Regions from separate parts of the Zea mays genome. Here all the other regions are linked to region 3. The links are chromatin contacts, called in public Hi-C maps. All regions are on one chromosome and are shown on one strand. Each heading gives the region's core, a stretch centred on a gene start, on an enhancer-like site or on the middle of the called end of the contact. The rest is flanking DNA. Distances are from core to core; before and after follow the strand shown.

What was found. A called contact is a pair of places that touch in the nucleus more often than the background predicts.
Region 1: a contact with region 3 is called in a Hi-C map of leaf, with 4 times the contacts expected there. The contact joins the promoter of LOC100280414 here to the promoter of LOC103645850 in region 3. A contact is called at or near these places in 3 of 25 Hi-C or Micro-C datasets (ear, leaf and tassel).
Region 2: a Hi-C map of ear shows a contact between it and region 3, with 3 times the contacts expected there. The contact joins the promoter of LOC103645851 here to the promoter of LOC103645850 in region 3. A contact is called at or near these places in 13 of 25 Hi-C or Micro-C datasets (ear, endosperm, leaf and 4 more) and 1 of 3 datasets of contacts at active chromatin or transcription factors (leaf).

Annotation. Positions count from the first base shown.
Region 1 is chr2:5,721,126-5,723,825 of Zm-B73-REFERENCE-NAM-5.0, reverse strand. It overlaps LOC100280414, which reads left to right and starts at 1,250. Exons shown (of 10, transcript NM_001153337.1): 1 at 1,250-1,845; 2 at 2,186-2,211; 3 at 2,337-2,367; 4 at 2,513-2,600; 5 at 2,676-2,700. The coding sequence starts at 1,424.
Region 2 is chr2:6,032,629-6,035,328 of Zm-B73-REFERENCE-NAM-5.0, reverse strand. LOC103645851 (ubiquitin carboxyl-terminal hydrolase 22) reads right to left here and starts at 1,369. Exons shown (of 3, transcript NM_001353358.1): 1 at 356-1,369. The coding sequence starts at 1,158.
Region 3 is chr2:5,899,585-5,902,386 of Zm-B73-REFERENCE-NAM-5.0, reverse strand. LOC103645850 (crossover junction endonuclease EME1) reads left to right here and starts at 1,460. Exons shown (of 12, transcript XM_008670560.2): 1 at 1,460-2,147; 2 at 2,491-2,582. The coding sequence starts at 1,601.

The sequences.
Region 1 (2,700 bases), core at 1-2,500, 180 kb after region 3:
CTGGTGGTACACTGAATGGCCAGGCTTAATGCACTGCTATGGCTCGATGCTAATTGTAGTACTACTAGTGTTTGGTCAGTTTCCTATGCCAGGGCTTTTTGGTTGATGCAGCCGTGCCTTACCAACGAATGGGAGCATTAAGGAATGCACGATTACCAATTTAATGTGAAACTCTATGCCCCATGTATATATATGCTTTGAGTTGGCGACAGAGAGTTCCAGCAATTTTGGGAGTCATCTCAGCTGGAAATTGGCAGATTAACGCGTTGAGCAGACGCTCTGGGTGAGCATGGGGGAGAGAAAAGAAAAGGCAGCGCCGTTCTCGATCAACACGGCGGTCATACATGTATGTTTGTCTGGTCAAGAAGGAGAAGAAGAAGAAGATACGATTGCAGTAAAGAGAAGAAAAGAGAGGCGTGTGTCCATTTCGCACCGCTAAATCCATTCCCTGTTCAGTGGAGACATAATCTTTTGGGCGGCTCGTCGCTCGTGGGACAGAAGGCAATTACTGGCACGTCGTGGTTCTCTCCGGCATGGCACGAAACATATGCCCTTCAAAACCGAGGTTTGTGCTAGCACACTTGTTTCAATTTTCAAAGTGTGACCACCGGCACCAGGTCACCACATGTGACACGGCTGCAGGGAGACGACACGACGGTCAAGTAAAAGTAAAAAAAAAAAACCTGAGGCTGGCTGGCTACGCTGAGCAAACCCTGTGCCGCCCCCAAATGGAGAAGGCGCCGGCACCAGCACCAGCACCGGGCACCCAACGGGCGTTCGTGTCCGCCTATCGGATCTGGTCGCTTTGACGAAGGAACCAGCGAATGATCACTGCTACTAGCTAGCTAGGTTGTTGCGCGGCCGCGATAAGAGTAACATGACACTTGTTTTGCTTTTGTTTTTACTAGGCTTGCTGAGTGAGGTGCTGCTGATGGATCATGGATGTGGTGCGGTGCTGCCTTTTATAACCGCGCGCGCGCACCACACAACACAACAGACACCACCACGGCCCCGCGCGCGCGCGCCTCCCTCTCCCTCCTAGTCCTAGGCACACACAACACAACGCAATCCTCCACCGGCTCCGCTACCCGCGGGCGGGCGGGCGCTTTTCGCCTCCTCTGCTCCGAGCTCTCCTAGGTTGGAAGAGTCTTTGCCAAGGGGATAACAAAAGAGAAAAGTACTTGCATACCCCAACAAGGCAGCAGCGGCTGCTTTTGGCCTCCTTTTTCTCGCACCTCGCTCCTCTATTCTCTTCTCTTGTTCGTTCATCACCCGAGTTGGAGTGCGAGGCAAGAAGGAGATCGAGCCTGAGGAGGGAGGGAGCCAGGGAGGGAACTGGACGTCCGGACCACCACCACCACCACCACACACACACCAGCCTCGTACGAAGTAAGGAAGGAAGGAAGCCCAGCGCCTAGCAGCCATGTGGGACCTTAACGACTCGCCGGCCGCCGAGGCCGCCCCGCCTTCCCCGTCCGCCGACGACTCCGGCGCGTCCTCCTCGTCGGCGGCCGCGCTGGTCGAGATACCCGACGACGCGGACGACGACTCGGCCGCCGCCGCCGCGGAAGCCGTCGTCACGCGCCAGTTCTTCCCGGCCCCGGCCGCCGTCGGCGCGGCGCCCGGGCCCGGCTCGTCGAGCGCGCGCGCGGGCTGGCTTCGCCTGGCCGCCGCGGCTCCACCGCCCGCGGCGGGCGGCAGTAACGGCGTCGCGCAAACCGGTGGCCCCGCGGCGGCGGCGGCGGCGGCTGGCAAGAAGAGCCGGCGCGGGCCGCGGTCGCGCAGCTCGCAGTACCGCGGCGTCACGTTCTACCGCCGGACGGGGCGGTGGGAGTCGCACATATGGTAAGTTCCGTTGCCGCCCGCCGCCCTTTCCTTTCTCGAGGAGCTCGAGGAGAGAGACGGAGCAGGTAGCAGCAGCTCAGCTCGCGAGGGGAGGCCGGGAGGGGGGGGGGGGGGGGGGTGTTCTCTATTGGATTGGATTCCTCTTGTTTTGGGCATTTCTCGCCTCTGCTGCTTTTGCCTTTCATAGCAACATCTTATCAAAGTTTATTCTTACGAGCTGTTACCATGCCATGCTCCCTCTCTCTCTCTCTTGCTCTGTCTGTGTGTCCCCTCTCTCTCTCTCCTCCTCCTCTCTCTCTCTCACTCCCCCATGCCCTCTGCTTGTGCTTGTGCAATGCAGGGATTGCGGCAAGCAGGTCTATTTGGGTAAGTTTCGTTCATGTCCATGCATACACATCCGTACTTGGGAGAGAGGTGGGTGACTGCCCCAATCCGAGGCGTTTTCGGTTCTGGATCCCTCACAAATGGCTTGGCTTGTGGACGACTTGCAGGCGGGTTTGACACCGCTCATGCGGCGGCTCGGTAATTAAAGCCTCTTTCTCTCTCTCTGTCTTCGATTCCCATTGGCTCTCTACCCTGACTCCATGCCAAGTTCTCCGCCAATAGCAGCGGGTCTCGCCGCCGAATTGTAATAATCCGGCTGTCTGCTTTTCCCTACCAACCTCAGGGCGTACGATCGGGCGGCGATCAAGTTCCGCGGCGTGGAGGCCGACATCAATTTCAGTCTGGAGGATTACCAGGACGACATGAAGCAGGTGATTTATACTCCTATACGGAGCATGTAGCGAGAAAGATACATGTAATTTTTTCTTTCCTTCGTCTACCAGCAGATGGGCCACCTGAGCAAGGAGGAGT
Region 2 (2,700 bases), core at 120-2,619, 130 kb before region 3:
TAACATATAATGCTAAAAATGCCTCCCTCTTCAGTTGCACATTCTCTGTTCATTCCATTTTGTATTAAGTAGTTCCATTTGCAATTCTGCACGATCATGGTCTAGTTGAAATACAAGGCATGTAATCCAAATAGCACTGTAATGTATCTTTGCAAGCAAGAAATACAACCCAACATCTCAGGCAAGATTCTCTTTCCCACGTTACAACTCATCAAGAACCCATTTTGGCTACCATAAATATTAACTTTGCTTTCCCAATACGCTATGGATCCAGCAGAAAGGAGTAAGGCATGCTGCTATAGGCCCGAAATGGCATCAACCATTGCGATTAGCGCGCGAGATCCAGAGTCCAGACCTATATAGAAACTTGGCGGGGCTGTATGGCGTGCGGTCCCCGGAGAAGGCCGCGGAGTAGATCTCGTCGAGATCACACGCGAGGCACGCGACCCTGTCGGCGTCTGAGGCGCGGTGCCTGACGGGCGTGCGGCGCGGGCAGAGGAACCGGTTGTGGCGATCACCGAGGAAGTAGTTCCGGAGCGGGGGCGCGTGGAGGAGCGCCTGGAGCACGGAGTTCATGAAGCAGGTGTTGCCGAGGTTGTTGAGCCCCCGCAGCCCCGCCGGCGCGGAGGCTGAGGCGGAGGTGGTGGGGTCCGCGGAGGTCATGAGCGCGAACTCGGCCGGATCTGGCGCCCACGCGCGGTAATCGACGCGCCGGCGCTTGCGGAGGGCCGGGGAGGCGGAGGCGGAGGCGGAGGAGGTGGAGGTGGAGGGGAGAAGCGAGGAGGACTGGGCGAGGAAGACGGCGTGGTCGAAGTCGGGATCGTAGACCTGGTCCCCGCAGGCGGCGCAGAAGAGCTCGGCGCGGTCGACGTCGACGGCGATCTGGTGGCCGGGCCCCGCGGAGGCGGAGGCGTGCGTGGCGGCGTGGGAGGGGCAGAAGACGGCGGCGCAGGAGAGGCAGGCGTAGAGGCGGGAGGTGGGGGACGGGGACGCGGCGGAGCAGGGCGAGCAGCGCGGGAGCTCGCGCGGGTCCCGCCGGATCTCGGGGCGGCCGAGCGGGCGCACGCGCAGGCAGCGGCGGAGGAAGCGCAGCGGGCGTGAGGACAGGCGGTGCGCGGCGAGGTGCGGGCAGGGCGGTGGCACGGACGGGGTGGACATCGGGGAGGGGAGGGGACGGACCGGGGTGTGCTGTGGTGGGGACGGCGGCGGCGGGTGACGGGGTGGCCGGGTCGGGGTGGGGGTGCGGCCGGTGGAGTGTGGCAGCGTGGTGCGGGGGGAGGTGGTGGTCTGGTACTCTGGTCCGATGGCGGTGGCGGTGCGGTCGCGGGGATGGACGGATGAGTGACGCCGTGACGGTATTGGTTCACTCACTGCGCGTAGCACACTAGCACTGCGATATCGGGATCCGCTGGGTTGCTGGGGCACGGGCGCATGGCACCGAACTTCGCATGCCATTGCCTATTGGTAAAGATGGTCAAATGGGCCGCCCGGCCCGGCCCGGTCGGATGAAGTCTGGCCCGCGAGGAACGATTAGAAAACTGGGGCCGGGCCTTTTAAACCCGTGAGCTTGATTCTCTGTCCGAGCCCGACCCACAGTGGGCCTAAACGGTAGCACGAAAAAAGCGGGCCGAAAAGCACGTTTTAGTGCAAAAAAGCGGGTTTAACGTGCTTAGAGGTAAACGGGCCGTGTCGGGCTAGCCCACCGAGCCTAGTTTCCTGTCCGAGCCCGGCCCGCTTATTCGTGCCGGGCCAGCTCGGGCCCGCATAGAACCGGGCCGTGATGGGCTCGGACCGGGCCAAACAGCGAGCTTCGTGCCAGGCTCGTGGGCCTCGTGCTTATTGGCCATCTATACCCATTGGCCATTCCATCGGGTTCGATGACAGGAGCGAATCACAAAATGACTAGAGATTCTCAAAATTTTAGATGGCTCGATCTGAATTTGCAAGCCTAGAGATGACATATAAGGCTAGACTCTAGAGACATTTCCAATTTACAAGCGTTAAAAGACCACATCAAATGATACTCCTCCTAAAACTCCTCCTAAAATAGTATTTGTTTTATAGTGTTAATGAATGAAAGAGTGTTAATGAATTCATACAGTATTTGATGTATGTGTATTATATGTGTCTAGATTTATTGTTATTCATTTGAATATGGACAAAAAAAACCTAAAACAAACTATATAATAAGACAGAGTGAGTATTTCACAATATGCCAATGTGAAGTCAGTTTTGCAAATAAAAAAACGCTCTAAGGCACTGTTTGTTTACCTCTAAAATTATATATAATCTAGCTTATGAATTATATAAGTAGTTAATGATCTGCTTATGAATTATCATAATCTATATATCTAGATTATATAATCCACCTAATAATTTATGAACTTATTTTAGCTGGATTATATAATCTACAAAGGAAACAAACATGGTCTAATAATTTGTAAACTTATTTCAGCTGGATTATATAATCTACTATATAATCTACAAAGGAAACAAACATGGTCTAGGATGTGTCCCACGAATAAGTTGCAGATGGGCACAAAACTTGTGTTAAGACTTAAAACGAAATGTTTATACAACAACAAAGGTCATGTCGTGAGAAGAAGGATGATCAGCAGGTCTTCCGGATCTATCACCAAAATCAACAGTCCAGTTATATGAAAGGCTATTTGCTTGCAACAAGAAACTGCTTGCTCAAAG
Region 3 (2,802 bases), core at 211-2,710:
TAGTTCCTTTTGTCTATCCAGGCTGGGGGCACCTCCATTCTATTTATTTTGATCCATTGATCAAATGGTCATAGCCGAAAAAGATACAATCCAAAATGGTCTTTATACATTGGTGCTTTATTGAATGATCTGTATATTGAAAAGCCGATGACTAACATCAGGTTTAGTTCATATGCTTTTGGTTCGTCAACCTTCACCAAAAGGCAGGGGCATATGTTGGACACCAAAAAAGCCTAGTGGACGGTCCGGCCCTGAGGCCGGACGGTCCGCGGTCCGGACAGTCCGTGGTGGTGGCGCGGACGGTCCGCGTGTACGCAGAGTCAGTTAGGGTTCCTAGTTTCTCGCGGGATTTATTACCTAAAACCACGGGATTAACTCGGAAAACAGTTTGAAGCGGATCCAGACCTCCCCTTTATATAGATGAAGGGCTACGGCCGATTGAACCCCTAACAATCGATCAAATCAAGTTTATTTCTCGTTTTTACTTTATGCATTAGGAGTAATTCTAGTTTAGTATTTCAATCCCCAAATTCTCCGCTTCTCTTCGACTCTATGTCGATTAGAGGAGTTTAGGTCGGCCTGCCGAGCCTAGACAACCCTTAGGATCTCTCCTCCCCGACGGGATCCCTTCCGGAAACGAGATCAAGCGCCGCTGGCGACCTTCGCCGCCTCTGCGCACGCGCGGACCGTCCGACACGTTAGGTAAGAAACTCAAGCTCTGCGACAGGTCGCGGACCGTCCGACTCCTGGCTGCGGACCGTTCACCTCGCAGAGGGCACCGCCGCCGATTCTTGAAAAAAAGGCGTAAACAGTCGGTGCAGAGCGGCGGGGAAGCGGGTGGCGAAGTCGCCCTCGTCACACCACTCGTCGAGCCAGAACGCAGTGGCCCTGCATTCCATAACATCGCACGAGGTGATGGCCAGGAGCGAGCTGAGCACTCGCCAGTGATCACCGAGAGAGCCTTTCAGGGTAGCGAGGCACACGCTCCTGCGGACCCAAATTGCTCAGGAGGAAGTCGCAGTGCGTAGGCGATGGAGGAGCTTCAGCAGGAGACAGGCGTTGAGAGTCTTCAGGTCCTTGACGCTTTCCTTAGTGTCACACAGCTTGTACCATGCGACCAGTCAGCGTGAGCCACCAGCGACGCCTGTCCCATACCACAAGAAGTGGCGGCGGCGACGGTCGACCGCGGCAACGGCGATGGCCACAGCTAACTCTCTACTGGTTTTCAAGAAAAGCAGAGTATCTATTTTTTTTAAAATAAAACGTCTACGCTCAAGAAACCCATAAGTCATAGCCCACGAGCGCAGCGTAGACAGCAGCTGAAACGGGTAGTGGCCCATCCGCAAGCGGAACATGGACACGGAGCTGGAGCCCTAGAGGCAACGCCCGAGTCGGGCCGATAGCCCACTAGCCTTGCAAATTTTAAAGCTACTTCCGCAGCGCCGCAGCCCGCAGGCCGCAGCGAGAGGCAGCGACACACCCTGCAGTCGGCGCCGCGGCCGGAGCCCGGATTGCCCTAACCCGCCAAACCGCTCAAAACCCGAAATCAAAATTCCCCATCTCGCCTCGGCTAGGCGAATCCGCAAACACAGCTCTGTCTATGGCGTCCTCCGTTCCCGTGGTCGACATCCTCGACGACGACGACGACGACAACACCTGCCTCGGCATCGCCTCCCCTGCCTCGTGCAAGCGGTCCCTCGGATCCTCCGGAACCTCTTCCCGCGATTTCCTCGACGCGTTCTCGCCGTCCCCGCCCCTGCGAAAGCGGCCTCCCCTCGCGGCGGTGGCCCCCATCAACCTCGACGACACCCCGTCTCCGCCTAAGCGGCGGCGCTCCTCGGTCTCCATCAACCTCGACGACACCCCGTCACCGCCAAAGCCGCGGCTCTCCTCGGTGCCCAAGCAGCCGGTCGGGGTGGACGACGACGTGGCGCTCTCACCCACTGGTGATGTTGTTGCCGACAGGCCCGATTCTATCTTTTACTGGGCCGCTTTCTCCGAGTCACCAGAGACGGTTGTGCCCACTTCTGACGGCCTCGGCAGTCTTGCTGCTGAGACTCCGGGCTTCGCCTCCCCGGACTCGGTTAGGCCACCTGCTGCCCCTGACATGTCAATGTCATCTGCTCCGCCGGCACAAAAAGGATCTGGTAAATTGTCCTCGCTTGTGGCTGCTTGCTCTCTGTGTCAACAAGAGGAATCTACTACTATTATTGTCAAGCACTGTTTTTGTTTACTTAGCACGGTTTCTTGTGTCTAATAGAGTAGAGTTGCTTCTAGTATGTTTCAGCTTACATTAAGTTAAGGTAGGTTAAAAAAGAATTGTAATGCAGCTCTTGATTTTGTGAATTATCATTGTGACTCATCATATCGGCAACTCCCATGCGGTCCTGATGGAAAAAATCACTGTTTTTACCACAATAACACTCGGTTCTAGACTCATCATGATTTGCCTACTATCTGCGACTGATAACACCTGATCCTGTTTCGCAGGAGTTACCTCTCTGATATCACTTGATAGTGACAATGAGTCAGATGATGACATCATGAACATGGAGCCTTTGACCAATTTGCCAAACAATAAGGTAAAGTCTGATTTTGTCATGGTTTCAGAAACCGCGGGACAATAAGATTGTGTTCGGTGGGGATGCAAGCGCGGACTCACTCCGAATGGTGAGCCACAGGGGGCTCAAAGCTGGATCTGAGACAGTGGGTTATATTGGTTCAGGCCGGAGCCCTAGTCTAGTGTAGTGCTGATTGTAGTATTGCAGGAGAGTGTGTTCCAACGGGTGTGCTTGTGTGGTC